5 separate regions of the Mus musculus genome follow, and all the other regions are linked to region 5. The links are chromatin contacts, called in public ChIA-PET, Hi-C and HiChIP or PLAC-seq maps. All regions are on one chromosome and are shown on one strand. The core of a region is the stretch at or near the end of the contact, and the rest is flanking DNA. Distances in the headings are between cores, read along the strand shown.

The links. A called contact is a pair of places that touch in the nucleus more often than the background predicts. ChIA-PET counts read pairs in DNA pulled down with a chosen protein or histone mark. HiChIP or PLAC-seq counts read pairs in DNA pulled down with a chosen protein or histone mark.
Region 1: an H3K27ac HiChIP or PLAC-seq map of double positive thymocytes shows a contact between it and region 5, with 6 read pairs. The contact joins the enhancer-like site here to the promoter of Bcl11b in region 5. A contact is called at or near these places in 6 of 39 promoter capture datasets (cranial neural crest, embryonic stem cells, hippocampal neurons and 2 more), 1 of 15 datasets of contacts at CTCF or cohesin (thymocytes), 11 of 484 Hi-C or Micro-C datasets (CD4 T cells, DN3 thymocytes, the P5424 cell line and 6 more), 15 of 115 datasets of contacts at active chromatin or transcription factors (CD8 T cells, the SCID.adh cell line, acute myeloid leukemia and 12 more) and 2 of 9 other capture datasets (embryonic stem cells and liver).
Region 2: a contact with region 5 is called in an RNA polymerase II ChIA-PET map of memory CD8 T cells, with 33 read pairs. The contact joins the enhancer-like site here to the promoter of Bcl11b in region 5. A contact is called at or near these places in 6 of 39 promoter capture datasets (the 3T3-L1 cell line, embryonic stem cells, liver and 2 more), 7 of 484 Hi-C or Micro-C datasets (CD4 T cells, CD8 T cells, double positive thymocytes and 1 more), 15 of 115 datasets of contacts at active chromatin or transcription factors (the SCID.adh cell line, T-cell acute lymphoblastic leukemia, craniofacial prominence and 10 more) and 1 of 9 other capture datasets (embryonic stem cells).
Region 3: a Hi-C map of regulatory T cells shows a contact between it and region 5, with 2.2 times the contacts expected there. The contact joins the enhancer-like site here to the promoter of Bcl11b in region 5. A contact is called at or near these places in 8 of 39 promoter capture datasets (the 3T3-L1 cell line, embryonic stem cells, hippocampal neurons and 3 more), 6 of 484 Hi-C or Micro-C datasets (Th1 cells, Th2 cells, embryonic stem cells and 2 more), 19 of 115 datasets of contacts at active chromatin or transcription factors (the SCID.adh cell line, SST interneurons, T-cell acute lymphoblastic leukemia and 13 more) and 1 of 9 other capture datasets (embryonic stem cells).
Region 4: a Hi-C map of Th2 cells shows a contact between it and region 5, with 2.1 times the contacts expected there. The contact joins the enhancer-like site here to the promoter of Bcl11b in region 5. A contact is called at or near these places in 11 of 39 promoter capture datasets (the 3T3-L1 cell line, 3T3-L1-derived adipocytes, cranial neural crest and 6 more), 3 of 484 Hi-C or Micro-C datasets (CD4 T cells and Th2 cells), 14 of 115 datasets of contacts at active chromatin or transcription factors (acute myeloid leukemia, craniofacial prominence, embryonic basal ganglia and 9 more) and 1 of 9 other capture datasets (embryonic stem cells).

What each region holds. Positions count from the first base shown.
Region 1 is chr12:107,159,046-107,161,745 of GRCm38.p6, forward strand. No RefSeq gene overlaps it. Among named protein-coding and RNA genes, the nearest start is that of Gm52008, 49 kb to the left of the region's middle. Within about 2 kb of position 1,321, at least 50 of the 459 cell types and tissues checked have an H3K27ac peak or open chromatin away from gene starts, as enhancers often do. A contact at or near this core is called in CD8 T cells, DN3 thymocytes, the P5424 cell line and 2 more, where this site is marked.
Region 2 is chr12:107,360,850-107,363,549 of GRCm38.p6, forward strand. No RefSeq gene overlaps it. Among named protein-coding and RNA genes, the nearest start is that of Gm52008, 250 kb to the left of the region's middle. Within about 2 kb of position 1,437, at least 33 of the 459 cell types and tissues checked have an H3K27ac peak or open chromatin away from gene starts, as enhancers often do. A contact at or near this core is called in CD8 T cells, the SCID.adh cell line, T-cell acute lymphoblastic leukemia and 4 more, where this site is marked.
Region 3 is chr12:107,403,648-107,406,347 of GRCm38.p6, forward strand. No RefSeq gene overlaps it. Among named protein-coding and RNA genes, the nearest start is that of Gm33236, 240 kb to the right of the region's middle. Within about 2 kb of position 1,369, at least 5 of the 459 cell types and tissues checked have an H3K27ac peak or open chromatin away from gene starts, as enhancers often do. A contact at or near this core is called in Th1 cells, regulatory T cells, regulatory T cell precursor and 1 more, where this site is marked.
Region 4 is chr12:107,245,920-107,248,619 of GRCm38.p6, forward strand. No RefSeq gene overlaps it. Among named protein-coding and RNA genes, the nearest start is that of Gm52008, 140 kb to the left of the region's middle. Within about 2 kb of position 1,407, at least 5 of the 459 cell types and tissues checked have an H3K27ac peak or open chromatin away from gene starts, as enhancers often do. A contact at or near this core is called in Th2 cells and regulatory T cells, where this site is marked.
Region 5 is chr12:108,002,003-108,004,705 of GRCm38.p6, forward strand. It overlaps Bcl11b (B cell leukemia/lymphoma 11B), which reads right to left and starts at 1,412. Exons shown (of 4, transcript NM_001079883.1): 1 at 1,084-1,412. The coding sequence starts at 1,141.

The DNA of each region.
Region 1 (2,700 bases), core at 71-2,570, 840 kb before region 5:
AGGGCTTAGAAACAATGCACTTTCATCAAACACTATGGCAACCTGAAACAGACAAAATAGCCCTCCATCCCGCATCTAAGGATGCTATTCCTCCCAAACCAGTGGTTATGGTCCAAGGGGAAAGGTAGAGAAAGGCATTTATTGGTACCCTGGGCATGGTGCCTGACGCTTCAAACTCAGACCCTTTTACTCTTCGCACCCGATGACATGTCAGATGACTTTGATATTGCAAAGTGGATTCTTCAGACATCAAAGTGTCCCCACCACGGAACTGTGACACCTCTGTACTTATAGTTATAAAACAGCTATAGCCACCCAACAGCACTGGGGATTCTCAAATCTCTTTGGAGCCTGGCACATGGGCCAGGGTCTCACCTAGGAGAAATGAGCACACAGACTCCACCCAGCCCCATCCCGTCAGGCATTGCACCTTATGTTTGGCCTCAGCAAGTTCAGCCCAAGTCACTGAGAGAGTAAAACAGAGCCAACAGGGATTCAGACGTCTTGCGACAGGCCAGGCGACAAAGGCTTTCATCCTAGCAGTGGTCAGCAAGTGTGTCAGAGGCGAGTCCCATGGTCATCCACCAACATCTGAAACTGCTAATTGGCTCGCTCAGTCACATCTCAACTAGATAAACTAAAGACACTTCACAGTTCCAGCCTTCCTTTTTTTTTTTTTTTTTTGTATCTCGAGAGGTCACTATACCCACGGTGCCTGTGGGCTAGTGAATGACATAGTCCAAATATAAATTACCTTAGCTGCAGAAAGTTCCAGAGAGCAGCACAGAGCCCTCCTGCTCTCGCTGTTTTAAAACAGTCATCTACAGAAATCCACCACCCTTTGCCTCTGCATCCTGCAAAAAAAAAAAAAAAAGCTGCTATCCAGACTGCCATCTGGGTCCTGGTGTCTGCATCCCGTTCCCTTCCTAACATGACCCTTGATAACAGTTGCTATAAGACCTGATGGTTGTCTTCCCTGGCACTTCCTCAGCTCCCAGAGGCAGCTTCACACTCTGCCCCCACTGTTTCCCCTCCCTGACTGCAGATTTTGAGGGGGGAAGTTTGGGGGAGGAGGGCAAAGACCTGAGAATGGTAGGCCACAGCAGGGTGAACAGGAGCCTGCCAGGGAGGCAGACATCTGTGCCCAGACAGATAGAGTTTCACTGATAGGATCTCTCTTACTATCCTTGTGAGAGATAAACAATTTGCCAAAGCAGCTTGCAGGGGAGGAAGTGCCCCCGCTGAGAAAGTGGCACTCCGAGGCCAGCAGCTCACCCCTGCGGTCACAGACCCAAGGCTTAGGGAGGGAAGGGGGAGGAGGCCACCCAGGCTTCACACAGGTGACAAGATTGATAGGGCCCACGCCTCCTCGGCTGGTATCAGAGAGAGGAGCATGAGCCGGCTCTGGAGGGGGATCAGCCCCTGTGAGAAGTGAGACAAAAAAGGGACCAAAGGCAAGTGAATCTAGACAGCGCTTCTAGAGGGGTCTCCTTATACATCACAGGGCACAGCCCTTGAGATGTTTGCATACACCGTACAGCTCCCGAGGTTGCCCACAGCTCCTCCAAAATGCAGCTATGCCTTCATCAAAACAGGACATCTGTCAGAACACTCGCCCGGCCAGAGTCAATGGATTGTTCTTCCAGGAATTAGATTTCTGGAGGAGGAATAGGTGGATAGCAACTCAGTTCTGACCAATGGCTTCTCAGTATTTTCTCAGTACCCATAAGGACTGATTCCAGGAAGTCCTCGGGTCCCTCATACAAAATGACACATTTGCATATAACCTACATACATCCTGCTTGGCCCTGCAATCAGCCCTGGCCTTACCTATAGTCAGGAATGGATATACGTGATATTCTAATGACGGATGGTTGTTTAGGGCACAGTGTCAATGAGCAGGGAAGGGGCTTGCTCAGTGTATACCTTCATGGGTAGCAAGCCCGCAGAAGTGGCTGCCCAGGGAACCAGAAAGAGAGGTCAGGGGCCAGTGAGGGAGGAAGAGAATGCAAGGCTGTGGGTGTGAAATGTCCTCTCATTAAGATTTTTGTCTCCCGGGAACAATTTCTCAGCAGGGTAATGGCCTGCAATTCTCATTTGCATTCTTGGTAAGATTGCAAACAAAATATGTGAGATGCCTTGTTCCACCAGAATGTCAGAAAACCAAGAGCTTGTGTTTTTTTCTTAGTTATCTCACATCATGTTTGGGACATTGTAGCGTACTTAAAAATGTATTGCCCCTCTGGAACACACAGTCACCAGGTAACTTGTATTTTATATAGCAGTGCTTATATAGGAAGCAGTAAGGAATAGCTGGCCTTTGGGCTTGTTATTAATCTGTGTGCATTTGAGCAGTTTAACTGAGTGACTCAATTAGATTTGGGGCAGACGTGCGGTTAACAGGACAGGCCCACTCTGCTTGCTGTCTTCCCCTAGCCCCCATTCCTTCTGTAGACATCCACGCCAGGGACCACACACTGGCTAAGCCAAATACACAGGACAGAATCCCAAAGACAGCCAGTGACGCCTATCCCTCGTGAATTGGAGATGGTGGATGGACTTGGATCTCACGCTGCATGCATTGTAACTGATCAAACAAACAGATTGCCAAGCATCAGCAAGTGATAAGAGTCTCAGCCACTCCTGGTTCTCTTCATTTGGGCTCACACCTAGAGGCACAAAAGGCTCTTCTGACTCAGG
Region 2 (2,700 bases), core at 187-2,686, 640 kb before region 5:
CCATTGTTCATATTAGTGGCAGCTCTGTGATATGGGGGAGAAGTGGCTCACGGGCCGCATCCCTGTCTTTCTAGCCTTAAAGAGCTTGTGCCTGCTGCTGTACACCAGATGAAGCTCTGATCAAGGGCTGGCTGTCTCCACTCAGGACCTTAAGGAAATGTGACACGGGCTCACACTGTGCCCTTGCTAGCTCCAGACCTTCAGTCAGCACCTGTTGCCAATTCCCGACTCCACATTTCTGTGTCAGTGCTGTGGCGCTCCTGACATAGCCGCTGTGGTTCACCTCCATTCCAGCCACCTCACCTTTCCTGTTTCAGATGCAGGTTTGGATTTCCGTAGAACTTTGCCCAGCTCACGCTAAAAAGCCTGGACCTGCGCAGAATTGAAACCAAGCTCTCTACTTGTTCACTGGGTGACCTTGACCAAATTTCTATGCCTGAGTTTTCTCATCGGTGCCAGGGGGTTTCCCTGTTAGGGGCTGAGTTGGGACTGATGCATTCATATGTTAAATCCCTAATGTCTAAAACCCAGCGTGTACAGGCCAGGGTTCTAAAGTGGTGATCGTGTAAACTGCCTTTAGTAGGGTGCACCCTAGTCCTGGGGACTGCTGCTCTGATAAAAGGGGGAAAATATGGACTTGGATAAACAAAAAGGGAAGAGTTGACTAACAACACATGGGAAAGAGCATCAGCAGGCTAAGGAGGGAGGGAGGACTGCAGAAGGAGTCAACCTGCTGACATGCCGACCACCTCGGCCTTCTAAACTGTGAGGCACTAAGGTCTTGTTGCCCATGCCGCCGCACTATGGTGGGCCTACTAAACTAACACTACTCTCAGCCTTCCAGAAGACTGTCCTAAATGATTGAACTGTCACTCTCCATGGTAGTCAGCACACACTATACTCCATTGTGAGACACAACTGCCACAGGCCAGCACGTGCCACAGGCCCAACTTGTGGAACGTGCCTCTTTGGCGCAAGGCTTATTTTGAGCTGGTTTTGTTTGGTTTTGCTTTCTATTTTCTGTTTTTAAGAAATTGTACATACATACAGGGGTCACTTCGAAAATTTCCATGGGAGACATTTACATCTGCGAGTGATTTACTGTGAGTGGGGGCAGTGTGTGTGTGTGTGTGTGTGTGTGTGTGTGTGTGTGTGACCTTTATACCATCGAGAGCAACCCTGAATGACCAGAGATGCTTACCACAGAAGTCTGTTCTACTTAAATCTATAGTACAAAATGTACCCTGGTTTCTTGGTATTTTCCCTGGTTGGTTTATCTCAACTGGACTTACTTCGAGCCCACCCTGCTTTCATTCTTCTCAGGCTTAGAGAAGAGAGTGTTAAAGCCTCAGGTCTAAGATAACACACCGAGATCTCTCCGGAGATCAGCTCTTCTCTGAGCTGTCTCACATCTGTACAGGAAGTAGACCGAGCTGGCATTAAACTTGTGTTTGTTTTTCTCTTTGTTAGCCTGCCTCCAGCGACAAAGGTCTGTCCCCGCTAAGAATGGAGTAGACAGAAACATCACACATCCTTTCTCCCCTACCACATATAACTGATACGCGTGCCCAGGACACCTTTGACTGTGTGACATAGGAGAATCCTTCCCGGGTTTGCCTGGTAGGAAATATGAGCGAGCAAAGCCACCTTTCTGTTTAAATCCAACCAGAGGTGGCATGTTCTTAGAAACTCAAGTTTCCACCATCATGCAGGTGCTGTTGTAAGGATTTATTAGTCTAAACTATACCGATACCCTGTCTCTCTTCTGTGGGAAGTTGAACACCTCTTACGTGCCCTTGACTTTGCTAAAGCCAATGGAAACCAATACTTAATTAATCCTCAGTTTGAAGTTCCTTGGCCCGTGTTGGTTACCATCGAGGGACACTCCCTTGGCTACTAAAGAAACCTCCATATGGTGGTGGTCCAGCTGGCAACCATGAACTGAAATCCATTGTACTGTCTATGCTTAGGATAACAATTTTGGTGGAATTTTGGATTTATATAGCAGACCCCACAAGGTTTGTCTAGAATAGATAGAAAAGTTCAGCTTTAACTAGGTCAATATTTTCCTTACTTTGTGTTCAGCCTGTGGTCTAACAACTAACAGGTCCTCTTTGCAGCCTTGCCAGGAATTAATCTAAATTTATATTTTCCAAAAGATACTACTTGAAAGAGAATGACTTTGAATATCTACATTTGTGTATTTATTTTATGTGTATGTGTGTTCACCTAGATATATGTGCCCTATGGGCATGAAGCAACCTATAGAGGTCAGAAGGGAGTGTTGGATTCCCTAACCTTCTCAAAACGGAAGTTTCTTCTTCTACACCCAGAAACTCATTTTCTTCCCTGTGGCAAACTTAGTGGATCGAAGGACACTATGACAATGGTAAAGATCGAGTGACTGGCAGTGACCTGAGCTTTTAGGTAGATCCTGTCGTGCAGCCTGAGGGGTAAGCACAGATCATCACCTGCTTGTCACCCCCATCCCCACCCCCATTGAATGGCTTGTTCTGGAACGAAGTACTGTCGCCTGTTTCTGTGTGCAGACGAGTGTTCAACATTGCAATGTTTCTCACGAGTGACAAGGACACATGTCTGTGCAAAGAAATTAATGTTCTTGTCACAGCCGACTCCTCTGACATGAACAAGTGGTTCCCATGCCCGTGAGAGCAGAGGTGGCAGATCACAGGGTGGGGG
Region 3 (2,700 bases), core at 119-2,618, 600 kb before region 5:
TATGATCCCCTTACCCAGAGCTGAGAACAGGATAGCAGAAGAGAGGAGATGAGTTCTGTGGGCTGAGTTTAGAACTGCATGGAGGAAGGTGAAAAGGCTGAGATTTCACTCCTGGGGAATTTTTAAATGACAGCCATGGGGAAGCGGGAATTTTAGGTCTTTGATGTGTATTAATTAGATATCTTTCAACCTTTGAAATTTCCTTAACAGACTACATGACTACATAAAACCCAAAGGACTTTCAGCTTCATTTTGACTGCTAGAATGTCCTGTGCAGATGTAAGTCTACATCCAGAGAGTAGCACCCAAGCCTTGGGAGTTATCTGGGCTCTACACTTAATATCTCCTTGACTTGGCCTGACCGCCTGTGTCCCCTGAAATTCACATCAGTTGTAACCCAACCATGGGTGGCTTGTTGTTAGGAGGTGGGAGCCTGGGAGGTGATTAAGTTAGGGGCAGAACCCTCTGGGATGGAGAAAGTTGTCACTTCTCCTTCCTGTGCAGTCGATCTATGACGTCAGAGGCAGGTGCTCAAACATAGGCCAGGACCTTGGACTCGAAGCAGAAACTCAATGGTTGTTGAACTTATTCTAATGGTGAAGCAGGACTTGAAGCCATTAAGTAATATTTCCAAAGTCATAGAAGTGGCGACTGTCAATTTCAAAATTTGACCTCAGTTGGCTGCCTCCAAATCTCTTGGCCACACACTTGCAGACACTCAGTGAGAGAGACTAAATTGGCATCATCCTTAGGAAAATGCAGAGGTGTTTAAGTCCAGTCTTTTGTGAGGTATTGGACACATCTTTGGTAACTGAGAGCTGACAACCCATCATGTAAGAAAACAGAGAATGAGGCTCCAGGAGGCTTAGAATCTAAACCAAATTGCCTGCCTCTTAGCTCCAACTTCAGAGGCATCCAGGCTACCCTGGAGATGGGCTGAGGGAAAGGAAGAAAAATCAAGTTTGACTCACCTATCTCCCATAAAACCATTTTCTACAGACTTTTAACAGATCAGCTGGCTTCTTTGTCCAAAGTTATTTCATTTCAAGAATGAAGGTTGCTCTCTGCAGTTAGCTCACGACTCTGAGTGGCTGGTGAGGCAGGGCTTGTGATCCTCCATCTTTGACTTGGAAGTGCACGGATAGAGCCGTGGGACCAACAGCCAGAGGAGGTTCAGTACCCAGAGTTTCCCCTTCCCTACACCATCTGTTGTTGACTTCAGAAACCTGCACTTAGAATCACATGAGGAGACATGTCACATCTGTAAAATAAGCTTTCCTCGCTTACGATGAAAAGCCGTAAGCAGGTAGAGCCCAGAACGCTGGCTGCATCCAGTTGTCTATTCCACGTGATGCTGGGCACATGTCATCCTCCTCCCCAGCCTCAGCTGACACAGGAAATGACTAATTCCTGCCCTTACCGTCTCATAGGCTGCTTAAGAAGATGAAATTAAATAATGAACACTCTCAGAGCTCTCTATATTGTGAACACTGTGCGCATGCAAGCGGTTATTATTAATTATGGTTTGGTTTGGAGCGCCAAGCAGTTTCTCGAAGCTTAACTAATAATCACCTGAAGAACCAAGAGGGAAATATTTATAGAGGAGATGTTTGCTTTTCCTCGCACGAATTATCAATTGCTCTCATCTGGTGTTTCAATTAATAAGGTGTGTGTTTTTAATTGAAATAAGGTTAAGTCTCGGAAAGAATAATTTCAGAAGAACATGAATTATGGAATAAAAGAAAGGCAACCGCAGTGGGGAGGAAACTGCTATCTGGAAGCAGGAAGATCCTGGGTGAATTCCTGAAGAAAGGACACTGATTGCTTCTATTGTTAAGGCTGCTGGTTTTTTCCGTTGGAGATAATCTTCACCCATTTTCATCTTCCTTGTCAGATTTTGTGGCTTTTCACATCGCAACACGTCATCACCATGTCAGGGTCCTGAAGGATGCCACTGATGCCAAGAAGAGCAAAGCAGACAGGGAAACTAGGGAGAGTCTGAGGAGGGCCTTGATCCCTGAAAGATGGATGACTGAGATGAACCCCAAGGCAAGTCTTCAGGAGCCACACTGCCAACTCACTGTTTAGGTCTGAAGGAACTAATTGCTCAAAGTCTTCATTTCTTCTTGCCTGTTCCACATCTTCAGGCCCAAGAAAATCTCACATCACTAGAGAAAACCAAGGGGACCTCCACAATGATTCCTGGTCCCCATACTGATTGTCCAGTCCTTTTCCTGCTTCCTAGCCTAGCAAGAAACTAATGGAAAACAAGCAAGCAAGCAAACAAACAAACATCCTTTCCTTTCCACAAAACTTAGGGTAGCAGGATACACATTCTTTCTTTTACTTGAGACAAATAAAAAAAAAAAGAAGTCATATTATGTGATGCAATGATTTTAAATTTAGAGACATTGATCTAAAAGTAACTGTCAATACACACACACACAAACATACACACACAAATGCACATGCACACGCACACACACACACACACACACACACACGAACATACACACACAAACACACATGCACACACACACACAAAAGCACATGCACACACACACCCCAAGAGGTCCCTGAGTATAGGGCTACACTTAAGGGGATACAAAGACCAGTGGCTTTCCTGATTTGAGCCCATGAAGCTAGGAGGCCAGAGAAGCACATTTGCTGAAGTTCATAGACGAAAGAGGAAAGCTACAC
Region 4 (2,700 bases), core at 157-2,656, 760 kb before region 5:
GATAGGCAGATCTTGGGCTCCCTAATAAGGCAATGTAGCCTAGTTGTGAAGTGCCAGGTTCCTGAGAGACTCTGTCTCAAAAAATATCTGAATGGCTTCTAAGGAAGAAAACTGAGGTTGTCCTCTGGCCTCCACATACACGTATGTGTACACACATACACACACACATGTACACATGCACATACACATGTACACATATGCACACACATGCATATCTACTCCCCTGCCCCAGATGAAAGAAAATAAGATGGAAAAAAGTCTTGAGAGAGGGATATGCTCACACCCTGGGGGCATCTTTCTTAAACCCTAGTTCTACGGTCCAGAAGGGGTCCCCCACTCCCTGTTTGAGTCTGTGCCATGCCATTAGGATGGCTGTGATGTCATAATAGAAAGATGCAGTCAAAACTGTTCCAGAGGGAAAAAAGAAAGTGTTCAATTCTTTAAAAAAATATTTCTATTCTCAAATTCTAAGTGGTTCAAATGTAGCGAGTAAATGGGGATATTTATCATTGAGCACCTTCAGTTAGGTTCTTTCTGAAGTGTCTAGGGCTCCTGCACACACGGGACACTGGTCTTCTGCTCATTCCTAAGCGGGTGTGTCTGGGAACATTTCTACTAAAAGCAGAGAGACTCTCCATCCAACAGATCAATGTTGGGGCAGACTACTGATGTTCAGGAAGCACCATGAACTGGCTAAAGCCATTGCTTTTTGTCTTACAAATGCAAGTGTCTGCCAAGGAGTGATCAGCTGGGAACTACTTGGTGACAGTCGATTTTGACCTTAGCCCCTTGTCAGCCGGGTCAGCTGGGAAAGGAGAGCCAATTCCTTCTCCTTTCTTTCCTACGTCTTCATCTTTTACTTCTTCTCTTTGTCCCTGGTGCCCAAATCATACACCTAGAATCCCCACTGTCCTGGTTAGCTTTAACTGTCATCTGGACGCCTAGGCTCACCTGAGAGGGGATTCTCAATTGAGGGATTGCCAAGGTCAGATTGATTTGGGGGCATGTCCGTGAGCTCTCGTAACCCTTCCTTCTTCCTGGGAGCTGTTGGCCACCAGGTCCATGAGGACAAAGGGAGAAGAGGCAGGAAGGTGGGGACAATGTTCAGCTATGAATACCAATGGATTGATTGACTTCTGGGATCAGCTTTCATGAAACCGCTCAACTTTATTAGGTGTGAACAAGGGCTATACAGATTTGGGAAGTGGGTAGAAATTTCCAAGATGGGTATAAGTTATTGGCTAGGGTGGAGGCCTTCAAATGCTTCATTTACATAAAGAAGAAGTCTAAGGACCTGACCTGTAGGTTTTTATCAGAGAGGAAGTTGAATCTGCAATCTGGCCATAGGCTACATGACTTCCTCTGTGGGTTTTTTTTTGGGGGGGGGGGCGGGAGGTTACAGGCAGGAAGTGCTGATTGGTCATACCTAATTATCATGTGGCGGGAAGGGCTGAGTGGGACTTCTGTGCTGAATCATGAAGCACTTGCAGGAAGCTCCGGGCAGGGTCATCCTTTAGATAAGGTCAGACACACCTGTGCTTAGAGACACTCTCCAGATAGGGTCAGTGGAGAAGGGGGAAGTCCTGCTGAGAAAGGGAGTCTTCCATTTCACACCAAGCTCTGCGAGTTGATCAGTCATGGGATAGACTATGACCTTAATAGCATGGTTTCCCAACAGGGCTGGTCATGATTGTGAACAGACTTAGAAAGGCCCAGCCTACTGTGGGTAGCACCATTCCTGGGCATGGGCACCTGGGCTATACAAGAAAGCCAGCTAAGCAGAAGTCTGCAAGTGAGCAAGCAGCCCTTCTCTATGATTTCTGCCTCAAGTTCCTGCTTGAGCTTCTGTCCTGACTTCTATCAGTGATGGGCTGTGACCAAGAAGTGTCAGCCAAATAAACTGTTTCTTCTCCTTTGTTGCTTTGGGTCAGAGTGTTTTAGCACAGCAACAGAAATCAAACCAGGACACTCGCTGTATATAAACATTTCTTAACTTTTAAGTCATTTTGCAGATACTGTTTCCATGCAATAAAAACTGGTACTGAATTCTGAAGAGGGAGCTCATCGGATAAACTGTGGAGAACTGACTTTGAATTCCAACACCTCCATAAATATCCATGTGGTGGTGTGCCCCTTTAATCCTCGGGCCAGGTAGGCAAAGACCTAGGAATCCCTGGGAAGTGCTGGCCAGCTAGTTTTGCTAAATCAGAGAGCTGATTCAGTGAGAGAGCCCGTCTCAAAAAATATGGTGGAAACAGATTGAAGAAGACACCTGGCTTTAACCTCTGCCTTCCATACACTGTAAACACACAAGAACATGTGGTTATAAATACAACACAAACACACACACTGTACAAACACACACAGGCACACACACACACACACACACACATACACAAATGCCCTCACACACATATGCACATATATACATGTACATGTACACACGCAGATCATGCACTGGAACATACTGGTAAAGACTTCAATGTGCTGTTTAGCTGTGTAACCAGTTTGTTGTAGGTGGTAACTAGTCCATTTACTTCCTCAGAGAAGATTCTGTTTTTCTTTTAACGTGTACCAAGTAGTCTTTATTAAGATGCTTGCATCTGTGCACTATAAGGATAATTCTAAAACCTTAAAAACACTTGTAATGAAAAAGGCTTATTACTAAGGATAATTTTCATACATTTGTAATATGAGTAT
Region 5 (2,703 bases), core at 162-2,661:
AAAAAAAACCCGCGGGGGAGAGACTCGCGCAGGCTGCGGCCGGGGCTTCCCAGAGCTCTGCAAGCCGACCTCGCCGGTGGCAGCGCGGGTACCCGGCTGGCTCTGGGAGAACTGTGTACCTGCGCGGCTCGCGCTGGCGTTTTCTTTTCTAAATGAACCCAGCTGGGGCGGTGGAAGCTGCTGAGAGTCTGCCCTGCTGCCTGACTTTGCAAGCCCCTCCACTTGCTTGAAATCCGGCGGATTTGCACCGCGACCTGCCTTGTTTATTTAGATGGGAAGATGAAAGATACAGAGATAGAAAGATGGATAAGAGGATGATAGGTATTTTCTCCCCTTCCTTTTTCTTTCTCTTCATTTTTACTGTTATAAGAGCATCCCTTTTTTTTCCCCACTCATGACTTTTTTGTTAACTCGTGGCGGGGATTTTTTTTTCACCAACCCAAAACCTCCCCCCCACACCTTTTTTTTTTTTTTGAGTTGGGGGGGGAAAGAAGACAAGACCGTCCCAGGAGACGGAGGTGGGGAAATGAGGAGGGGGTGCTCCAGCACAGCAAACAGCTGCGCAGCTGGATTCTTTTGCAAATAGCGAGAGGAGGGGAGGGGACGGCGGCTTCGGAATCCTAGCAGCGGCGCGGTCGGCGCCCAGCCTGGCGGGGCGCAGCGACCGGGAACCCGAAGCCCGCGGCCATCCCTTTCCCCTGCGGGTCCCTGGGTCCAGGGCGCTCTCGGGGCTCCGTCCGCCCGCTCCTCCGAGCGCGGACCCACGCGCTCGCCAACTTTTCCCGGCTCCCCCTCCCCCTCCACTCCTCGGCCCCCTCCCCCTCCTCTCCAAACCCCGCCACCAGCGCCGCCGCCGCCACACACGCCGCTTGGAGGGCCGAGCGTCCGGCCGGGCTCGGCGCGCACAGCCGCCTGCAAGCCCGCGCGCCCCCTCCCCGGCCCGGAGCCCGCGGCGGCTGCCCCCGGCTGCAGAGAAACTTTCCCAGAACCCCACGCTCGGCCGCTGCTCCCGGGTTGGTGTCCCCAGCCCCGGGCGCCCGGAGCCCCAGCCGCCGGCCCTTCGCGCGTGCGGCAGACACTTACGCGTGATGAGTTCCCTCTGGGACAAGTGCTGCGGGTTGCCCTGTTTGCGGCGGGACATTGCCCCGGCATCTATTCTGGCATCGCCCGGAAAGCTGCACAGATGCGGGCCGGGGAGGGGGTCTGAGCCGCCGCCGCCGCCGCGCCTCCTCCTCCGCCCGGGTTGGTGCCTCTGCCCTTCCTCTCTTCCTCTTCCTCCTCCTCTTCTTCTTCTTCGTCTTTATTTTGCTCTTTCTTCTGGGCTGTGTTTTTGTTTTTGTTTTTGCAAAAAGAAAGAAGAAAAAGCCAGGAAGATGGCTTGCTCTAAAATAGAGAAAAGGCTAAAATAAATTATAAAACTGCTGTTGCTCGCCGCTGGCTGGCCGGTTTCTTTAAAAATATATTCTTTTGGAGGAAAAATATCTCTCACACTTCTTCAAAGTGCTTGGCCTCTTAGACTTGTAAATGTCTTCTTGAAGTTACGCCGGGTTTTGCACCGGCCTCTGACACTTTTCTTTCGGGGTCTGGTAGGTGGAACGCGCACTTCCACCCAAGGGGAGGGGGGAGGAAAAAATGCAAACAAATTTCAAAAAAGCCAAAAAAAAAAAAAAGGCAAAGAAAACTTGGGGACTTGTCTCGTACCCCCTCACCCCGCCCCCTCAAAAACCCAAAAGCAATGAAAAGCTGCCTTGGTTCGGCTCTTTCTGGGTTTTCTGCGCGCTGCCTGCTTTTTTTCTTTCTCGGAGGCTGACCCCTCCGAGGCTCTGGGGGACTCCGGGAGCGGCTCCTTCCCGGGTCACCTGGCAGGCTGGCGCCGGCCGGAGGGGCTGCGGGTCCCCGCGTGCGCTCCCCAGCGCTGCCCGGCGCCGCGGGCCCAGGGGGAGCGGGGCTGCGGGGCGGCTCGCCCAGTGCGCCCGGGTCGGTGCGGGCGTGGACGGGAGCTATAGATTGCAACGTGAAGATGGCGGAGTCCGGGTTCTCCGGGAGCTCTCGGTCTCTCTGTGGCTGGGGCTGCCTCTGTACAATGGGATAAAATTCAAGTTCAAGTGCGGACGTGACGTTTAATCTGCTCTAGAGACAAAAAGACCCAGAGAGTCGGAGCACTGGGGGCGACTAGCGGTGGCTTTTTAACATTGTACCCTGTAAGAGAACAAGAAAGCACACACCGAGACACGCGCGCGCGCACTCACACACACTCGCCAGTGCGCACACCCGCAACCCAGGCCGGCCGGCCACACGTGCAAACTACTGTTTTTGTAAGCTGGTCTTATCACCGAGCACCGGTAGCGCAAAAGAGGGTGGGGGGGGATAAATAAAATAAAATCTTGTCCCCACTCACTCTTCCTCCCCCGGGAGCCGGACTCCCTGAGAAAGGGGGCGGAGTGCTGTGTGAGTAACTGAGGTACACTGAGTCCAAGCAAGTCCAAACCCACCCACTCGAGAAAGAGGGCTGGAAACCACGGGCTGGGGGAGACTGAGGCGACAGATAAAATTGTTTTCCTTCACTCTCTAGAAAAGTAGTTACAGTTGGTTTTACTTATTTGGAGAGGGGAGCATTTTGTAGAAACTTCCAAAAAAGTGTCTCCATATAAACCGTTGGGGGTTGGTCGTCTCAAACAACAAAATTAATGATACTGAGGGGCA